Linked DNA regions of Mus musculus: region 2 is linked to region 1. The links are chromatin contacts, called in public promoter capture Hi-C maps. All regions are on one chromosome and are shown on one strand. Each heading gives the region's core, a stretch centred on a gene start, on an enhancer-like site or on the middle of the called end of the contact. The rest is flanking DNA. Distances are from core to core; before and after follow the strand shown.

Evidence for each region. Promoter capture Hi-C pulls out the DNA fragments that hold promoters and counts their contacts.
Region 2: a promoter capture Hi-C map of pre-B cells shows a contact between it and region 1, with 4 times the contacts expected there. The contact joins the promoter of Lrrc36 here to the promoter of Cdh16 in region 1.

The regions. Positions count from the first base shown.
Region 1 is chr8:104,622,908-104,626,223 of GRCm38.p6, reverse strand. Cdh16 (cadherin 16) reads left to right here and starts at 1,828. Exons shown (of 18, transcript NM_007663.3): 1 at 1,828-2,076; 2 at 2,786-2,843; 3 at 3,087-3,176. The coding sequence starts at 2,799. It overlaps Gm51588 (a long non-coding RNA gene), which reads right to left and starts at 1,855. Exons shown (of 2, transcript XR_003947593.1): 1 at 1,593-1,855.
Region 2 is chr8:105,412,114-105,415,429 of GRCm38.p6, reverse strand. It overlaps Lrrc36 (leucine rich repeat containing 36), which reads right to left and starts at 1,808. Exons shown (of 14, transcript NM_001170788.1): 1 at 1,720-1,808. The coding sequence starts at 1,789. It overlaps Kctd19 (potassium channel tetramerisation domain containing 19), which reads left to right and starts at 1,928. Exons shown (of 16, transcript NM_001301173.1): 1 at 1,928-1,976. The coding sequence starts at 1,974.

The DNA.
Region 1 (3,316 bases), core at 579-3,078:
GCAGTGCTAGTCATCTGACAACCTTTACAGGGTAGTGGCATGGGTAATTTATATATGCCAAAGAGAGGCTATAAAGGGCTTCATTTAAGTGAAAAGGCATATATTGGAAGAAATAGCATATATAGACAGTTTAGTATTATCCCTCCACTGGGGGTCTTAGAGTGTATTCTCCATGAATAAGGAAGGCTCCTGAACATGTTTTCAGAAGCTAACATGGCCACTTGCTGATGAGAGGAAGTGGCAGAGTGGGGACTGATATATATAGGTCTGTTCATTTCCAAAGCCAAGAGGTAGCCTGAGGCAAGGGCCCACGTGTTTCTTCATTCCACAAACTCTTGGGAGCCCTTGAGACCTAGTTAGAACCCTGTTACACCTCACTCAATATCAAAAAGATGTTTGAAGATCGTAGTTCCTCAATGTGTGTTCAAGGGAACCTCGGAGACCCCCCCACATCCTCCCCCAGGAAGTAACTGCTCAAAGCTTCTACTGTGTGTGTGTGTGCGCACACACACACACAGAGAGAGAGAGAGAGAGAGAGAGAGAGAGAGAGAGAGAGAGAGGGAGAGGGAGAGGGAGAGGGAGAGGGAGAGGGAGAGGGAGAGGGAGAGGGAGAGGGAGAGGGAGAGGGAGAGGGAGAGAGGGAGAGAGAGAGAGATGAGGAAAGCTTGCTCTGCCATGGGAAGGTCCCCAAACCTGAAAAAGAAACCCAGGCGCCTTGGGCAAACGGCTTAGCCTCTCTGTACCCCAGAGGGGTATGACAAGGGGACAGTTCCCTCTTCAGAATGAGTGGGTGGGATAGCAGCGATATGTGCTCACAGAAGTTCTGGGTGCTGGTTAGTAGGCACTCAGTATGTGTGAGACCTCCTTCAACAACCCCACATATAGCACTAACCTAGGCTCAGTGCCTCAGTGATCCTAAAACAGACACTCAGCTTGTCCCAGTCCCGCTTCCATCTGGAATGCTGACCAGATATACCATGAGCAGTCCTCGGGGGAGACCCCAAAACATGGAAGGAAAGTGAGAGGAGGGAGACCAGGGTCTTCATACTCTGTACCCTCATCTGAGATTCCCAGAAAACAAGGTTTCTGCTGGGTCTGCCTTTCAGGCCTTACAGGGGGAGGTGAGGAGGCCCTGGTCAGCCCTGTAACTCCCTCAAAGTCACCTGAGCTGGCTCGGTCTTCTCTTTTCTGCTTAGAGACATGAGACAGGTCAGAGCCTCACCCTTATCTGTGTTCAGGAGACCATGTGAGGCTAGGAGAGCTTCAGGGGGACCTCTAGGCTTCTGTCCCACCCACTGGTCTCACTGATGAATGTTCTAGAGCTCCGAACACACACTTGGGGTCAGCTGCCCTTTGGGTTACACTCCCAGTCCTTTCCTTAGCTCCACGGGCCACTTGGGGCAGGACAAGGTCATAGCCTACTCAGAGGAACTCCGAAGCTAATACGTGAGAAACAAGCTGGTGTCTTCTGGGCATCCGTAGAGGCAGTTCATGGTATGGAGTGGGGGAGCCTAATCCAGCCTGTGAATGTAAGGGCTTTCCTGAAGAAGGGGTTATTAGTGCTTGTTGCTAAAGCGTAAGCAGGTACTTACTGTCCTGTAGAAAGGTGGGAAGAGCATTCCAGGCACAAGGAACAATATCTGGAGAGATCTGGCTACAGATGCCACTGCACAGAGGAGAAGTGGGAGCCAAGTCTGAACACACACACACACACACACACACACACACACAGAAGTTATGTCTAAGCCCAGAGGGCCAGCAAGTGCTCATTGGGCTGTGTCAAGGGGGCAGTGACAGACCAAGAGCTGCCCACCTCCTAGGGCTGGCAGTCACGGATGCTGAGCAGATCTGGCTCTCCAAAGTCAATAAGTAACTTGGGGGGACTAGGCGGGGCCAGGCCTGCTCCTGTGGGCCCCGGTGGCATTTTCCACTCCTGAGCAAGCACGGCCAGACCGCCTACCTGCTCAAGTGTCCACCTTGCCTCGCCCCACCTAAGCCAAATTTGCCAGAGCTCCCTGAAGAAGGATTCCTTTCTCCTGGAAACTGGACCAAGGGAGAGGCTTTGGGCATCTGAAGGTGAGTGCCTGAGAGCTCTTGGGTGGGTAGGACTGAGGTTGGGAGTAGGGGCACTGCCCTATCCTTCAGATATCTGGGTAAGAATATTCAGGGATCCATCTTGCAGTCGTGTGTGTGTGTGTGTGTGTGTGTGTGTGTGTGTGTGTGTGTGTGTGTGTGTTAACATTGCACATTCTTAACTTCCTGCTGAGATCTGCAAAAGTTTCTGCATTAGGGGCAGTCTGGTATCTGGAGGGTGGCACTGAGAAACTCAATAGGCCCCAAGGCCTGAGCTACAAGTCTTCTGTTGCTGAAGGAATCGTCTTGTGTGGAATCCTCTGTGACCTTGGTCAGGCCCTGCCATTCAGGCCTTACATGAAGCACGGAACTCTGTCCTCAGAAATGATAGCTGTCTGTCCAGTTGCTAATTTCTGTGATTGGTGGCCTGCTGAATAATTGTCACTTTGGGAATCTGGGTGCTAATGAGGGGTGGGGGGAGATGGCAAGAAGGAGAAAGGGGTTTGGAAGTGAAAACCTCTATGGTGCTGTTTATAAGAGCAAGATCGAAGAAGCAGGATTGTTGGGCCTTACTTGGACTGACTGAGAAGCTGAACATTTGCAACATGCAGGGAGGAGACTAGTCCATACTGAGGTCCCTCTGCCTGTATATACAGGGTAGAACCCTTCTTCTTGACCTTCTGACCTAAATTCTCATTCCCATGTCCCTCAGGTCTGCCTTGACCATGATCTCTGCCCGGCCGTGGCTACTTTACCTCTCTGTTATTCAGGTGAGTTGGGCCCTGTCTCTTTCTTCAGATCTCAAACTTAGGGGTTAGCACCCATGTCCCCAGTCCCACTAGACTCCTGACACTGGCCATAAGAGTAGTATGGGAGTTGTGAGTTCAAAGTCATAACTATGGGCCTGCTATGGAAGCAGGAAGCCTAAGACCAGGGGGCGGACAGACTAAGATCTGGTGGGTCAGGGAGAAGGAGTCTGTGTCTAAGGAACACGGTAAGAACTTCCCCCACAGGCTTTCACCACTGAGGCCCAGCCTGCAGAAAGCCTGCACACAGAAGTCCCTGAAAACTATGGTGGAAATTTCCCTTTTTACATACTCAAGGTAAGCCGGAATGTGGGGTGGCTTCCCATCCCCCCCCCAATACCATGCTTCTCCTGCCAATTGGTCCAGTTCTCTTCCCTGATTTGAATCTCCTATGAGTCTTGCTTCCTAGACAGTGCATGGATTAGTGTAAGCAACTA
Region 2 (3,316 bases), core at 559-3,058, 790 kb before region 1:
CAGTTTGTGGATTCAGGTCCCTGTACCTCAGCCTCCCTAGTAGCTGGGATTACTGGCATTCACCGCTACAGCCAGTTTTGAACCTCTCTATCCTCAATATCAAGGTGAATCATTTCTATAAAATTATTTTAATAGGCTGGGTGCTGGTGACACATGCCTTTAGTCCCAGCACTTGGGAGGCATAAGCAGGAGAATCTCTGAGTTCAAGATCAGCCTGCCTGGTCTACAGAGCAAGTTCCAGGAGAGCCGGGAGAAACCCCAACCTGAAAAACCAATTAATTAATTAACTAACTAATTAATTAATTAAAAATATTTTAATGGAAGGGAAGACACAGATGTGTACCAAGCCAAGGATGTTTATTTTATCTGACTTGTAAAATAGAATTCACAGTAGTTTTAAAAAGAAAATTTACAGGCTGGGCAGTGGTGGCACGTGCCTGTAATTCCAGCACTTGGGAGGCAGAAGCAGGTGGATTTCTGAGTTCAAGGCCAGCCTGGTATATAGAGGACAGCAAGGACTGCACAGAGAAACCCTGTCTCGAAAAACAAAACAAAACAAAACAAAACAAAAAGAAAAGAAAAAGAGAAAAGAAAAAGAAAATTTACGCTGGGCTGAGGATGTTGTCCAGTTGGTAGAATGCTTGCCTAGCATGCACTGAGCCCTAGATTTGGTTCCTCAGAACTGCATACAACTGGGCATAGTGTCAAGTTTGAGGCCAGCCTGAGCCACATGATGAGACCTTGTATGTGTGTACATAAATATACATTCATCAAACTATTATCTTTGATTACAGAAAAAAAGATTAATACCTGTTCGACTTCTCGGTATTTGTTATGGTTTTAGCACAGACTTTGGAATCAGTCCTGGATTAATTAACCCTGTCTGTACCATCCGCTGTGACTCCGGGCAAGAGTCTAAGCTAATTTTATTGATTTGTAAAATGGGAACCATGACAGCATAAGACATTAAATGCAGGTAAGGCACTTAACCCAACGAGTGGCGATAACGACATCACTAACTTCCTAGGGAGCTAAGAGTTTTATTAGGAATACTGAAGGCTTTCCCAGCGCTCTTCTTCCTTAGACACTTAGAAAGCAAGCTTGTCAGCCCTGTCAGAGGTTAGCTCTCTCAGGAGGAAGGCAGGGCACAGCACTGGGCTCAAGACCGATGGATCGCTTAGTAGTTCCCACACAGCCTCTTGGAGCTTTTAAAAGATTGATCAAAGAAAGGCTTTGGTCTGGAAGTTCTTCACAGAGGATAACGGAATAGGGTGTCCTTTCCCAATGCACCCAACTTGAAAAGTCCTCCTAGGCGGGAAGTTTAAGAAACTGCCCAAGTTAACCTCCCTTGTTAATCTCAACAGCGCGCACCACCACAGTCGCCCATCTCAACTCTTCCCTCTCTCACCAACATCCATGTCCTCCTACTAGTGGAGACTTCTTTCTTTCTGTCAAATAATGTCCCTTGCCACACAGGGGTCCTTTCCTCCTCTCCTTCAATGCCTCACCCTCTGCCTTAGACTCTCCTATTACTTCAGCCTCTGCACCTCAGTGTCACCCTTTCTGCCTCGATTGCCTCTTTCTTCTTCGCCTTAGGAACCGCGCTCCTCTGCAGTTCCTTCTTTACCTCTGCCTGGGGCTCCCAAGACTACATACACACACCATACTTTCCTCACAGCCTCTGAGCCACGCTCCAGATCCACACCCTCCCGGCCCTACCCGGCTGCTCCAGGGTCAGCGCCCCCAGGCGGCGGAGGCACTCCTCGTCCAGATCCCACTGCTCCGCCATTCGCGCCCGCCGCTCACCTGCCGCGGCTCGCGAGACCGCCCCCTGCTCGCCAGGCCCCGCCCCGCGTGCCAGGCCCCGCCCCCGACTCGGGCCCCGCCCCTCCCACTGGCCGCGGGCCTTGGTTCTCTAGGGACCGTTAGAGGGACCGGTCACGAGTCTGTCGTCTGCCACGGAATTTAGGACTATGGTATGGAGCCCGTCCCTGAGAAGGGCGTCAAAACCACTAAGGTGGAGATTTGGGGGGAGCTGGTGCCCGAGATGAGAACCTCGGGATTAGGGATCTGACTTTGGGGTATGAGGATCCGAAGGAGCCCCCAGTTTAGAAGAATCTGGGGAGGGCTTGTCTGAGAAGTGGAGAGACCATGCCATGCTGCCTTGTGAGATGAACTGTTCCACACCGCTGAGGATTTGAGGGGGCTCCAAGTTTGTGGGGTGAAGAAGGTGTAGCTCTTTGACGGATGGAAGCCTTTGTACCTTAAAGCCCATGTTTATTCTAGAGCAAGATGAGGATGACATTTAAAGGGGAAATCCAGATCTGACAGTTGGGGGGGGGGCGGGGCAGATTTTGGAGGCACGATGGGAACTCCTGATCTGAAAAGGTCAGAGAATCCTGGCTCGGGGCATTGAGTCCTGTCTTTTGGGCACTGAATTTCTATCACTATAATGTTCTATGGAAGAAGGTTGTGTGTTAATGAGATGCTCTTTGGGATGGAGTCATGATGGATGACCCTCAACTACTACAGGTTTCCCAAGCTGTTGATGGCTGGAGGCTCTCCCCAGACTGAAATAGTTGTGCACTAATAAGTTCCTGAACAATCTTTGGGGAAGAAAGCTCTGGCAATAACAGTTACATTCCTAACTTTTACCAGTAAGCATCCCTTGAGAGTCCTCCCATGGGTGATATATGTGGAAGCAAATTCTTCCTGTTTTTTAATAAGTGGAGCTCAGCCTCCAAATCTCCTTACCTTTCTTTTCAACCAGCTATGTACCTTTAAAGAAATCAGATCAAAAATCAAATCCTTGTATATCTGTGCTTTTGGTATAGGTGGGACCGTTAGTTACCATGTTTATCATGCCCAGCCTACGTCACATTTAAAAGGCCCAGGACTCAATGACATTGGATTAGCTTTTCCAGTTCTGCTGCTGAGCCATTAATCCATTTCATAATCTGTTTCTTTCTCTTCTTGACCACCCAGTGTTCTTCTAGTCTTAAAGTGGCATGTCTAATAGCTCCTCTTGATTTCAGACATTTAGACAGGGCTTACTATAGAAGAAGTGTCCCTCTTGTTTGATACAAGGATCTATTTTCCTGACTCAGAATAAGAGATGTGGGTTTTGGATGGAAGAGGAGGCATTTCCTTTCTTGAACTTTAATAGTCTTGTTCCCACTGCCACCATTCTTAAGCAATTTTGAGTTCATTTTTTTAGTTAGCATACCAACTAGTGGGATTCACTGTGACATTTTCAAACACATACAGCCTTCTTCTTTGTTCTGATGAGCCACTGTTCCCTTAAGTAGTCCCATCC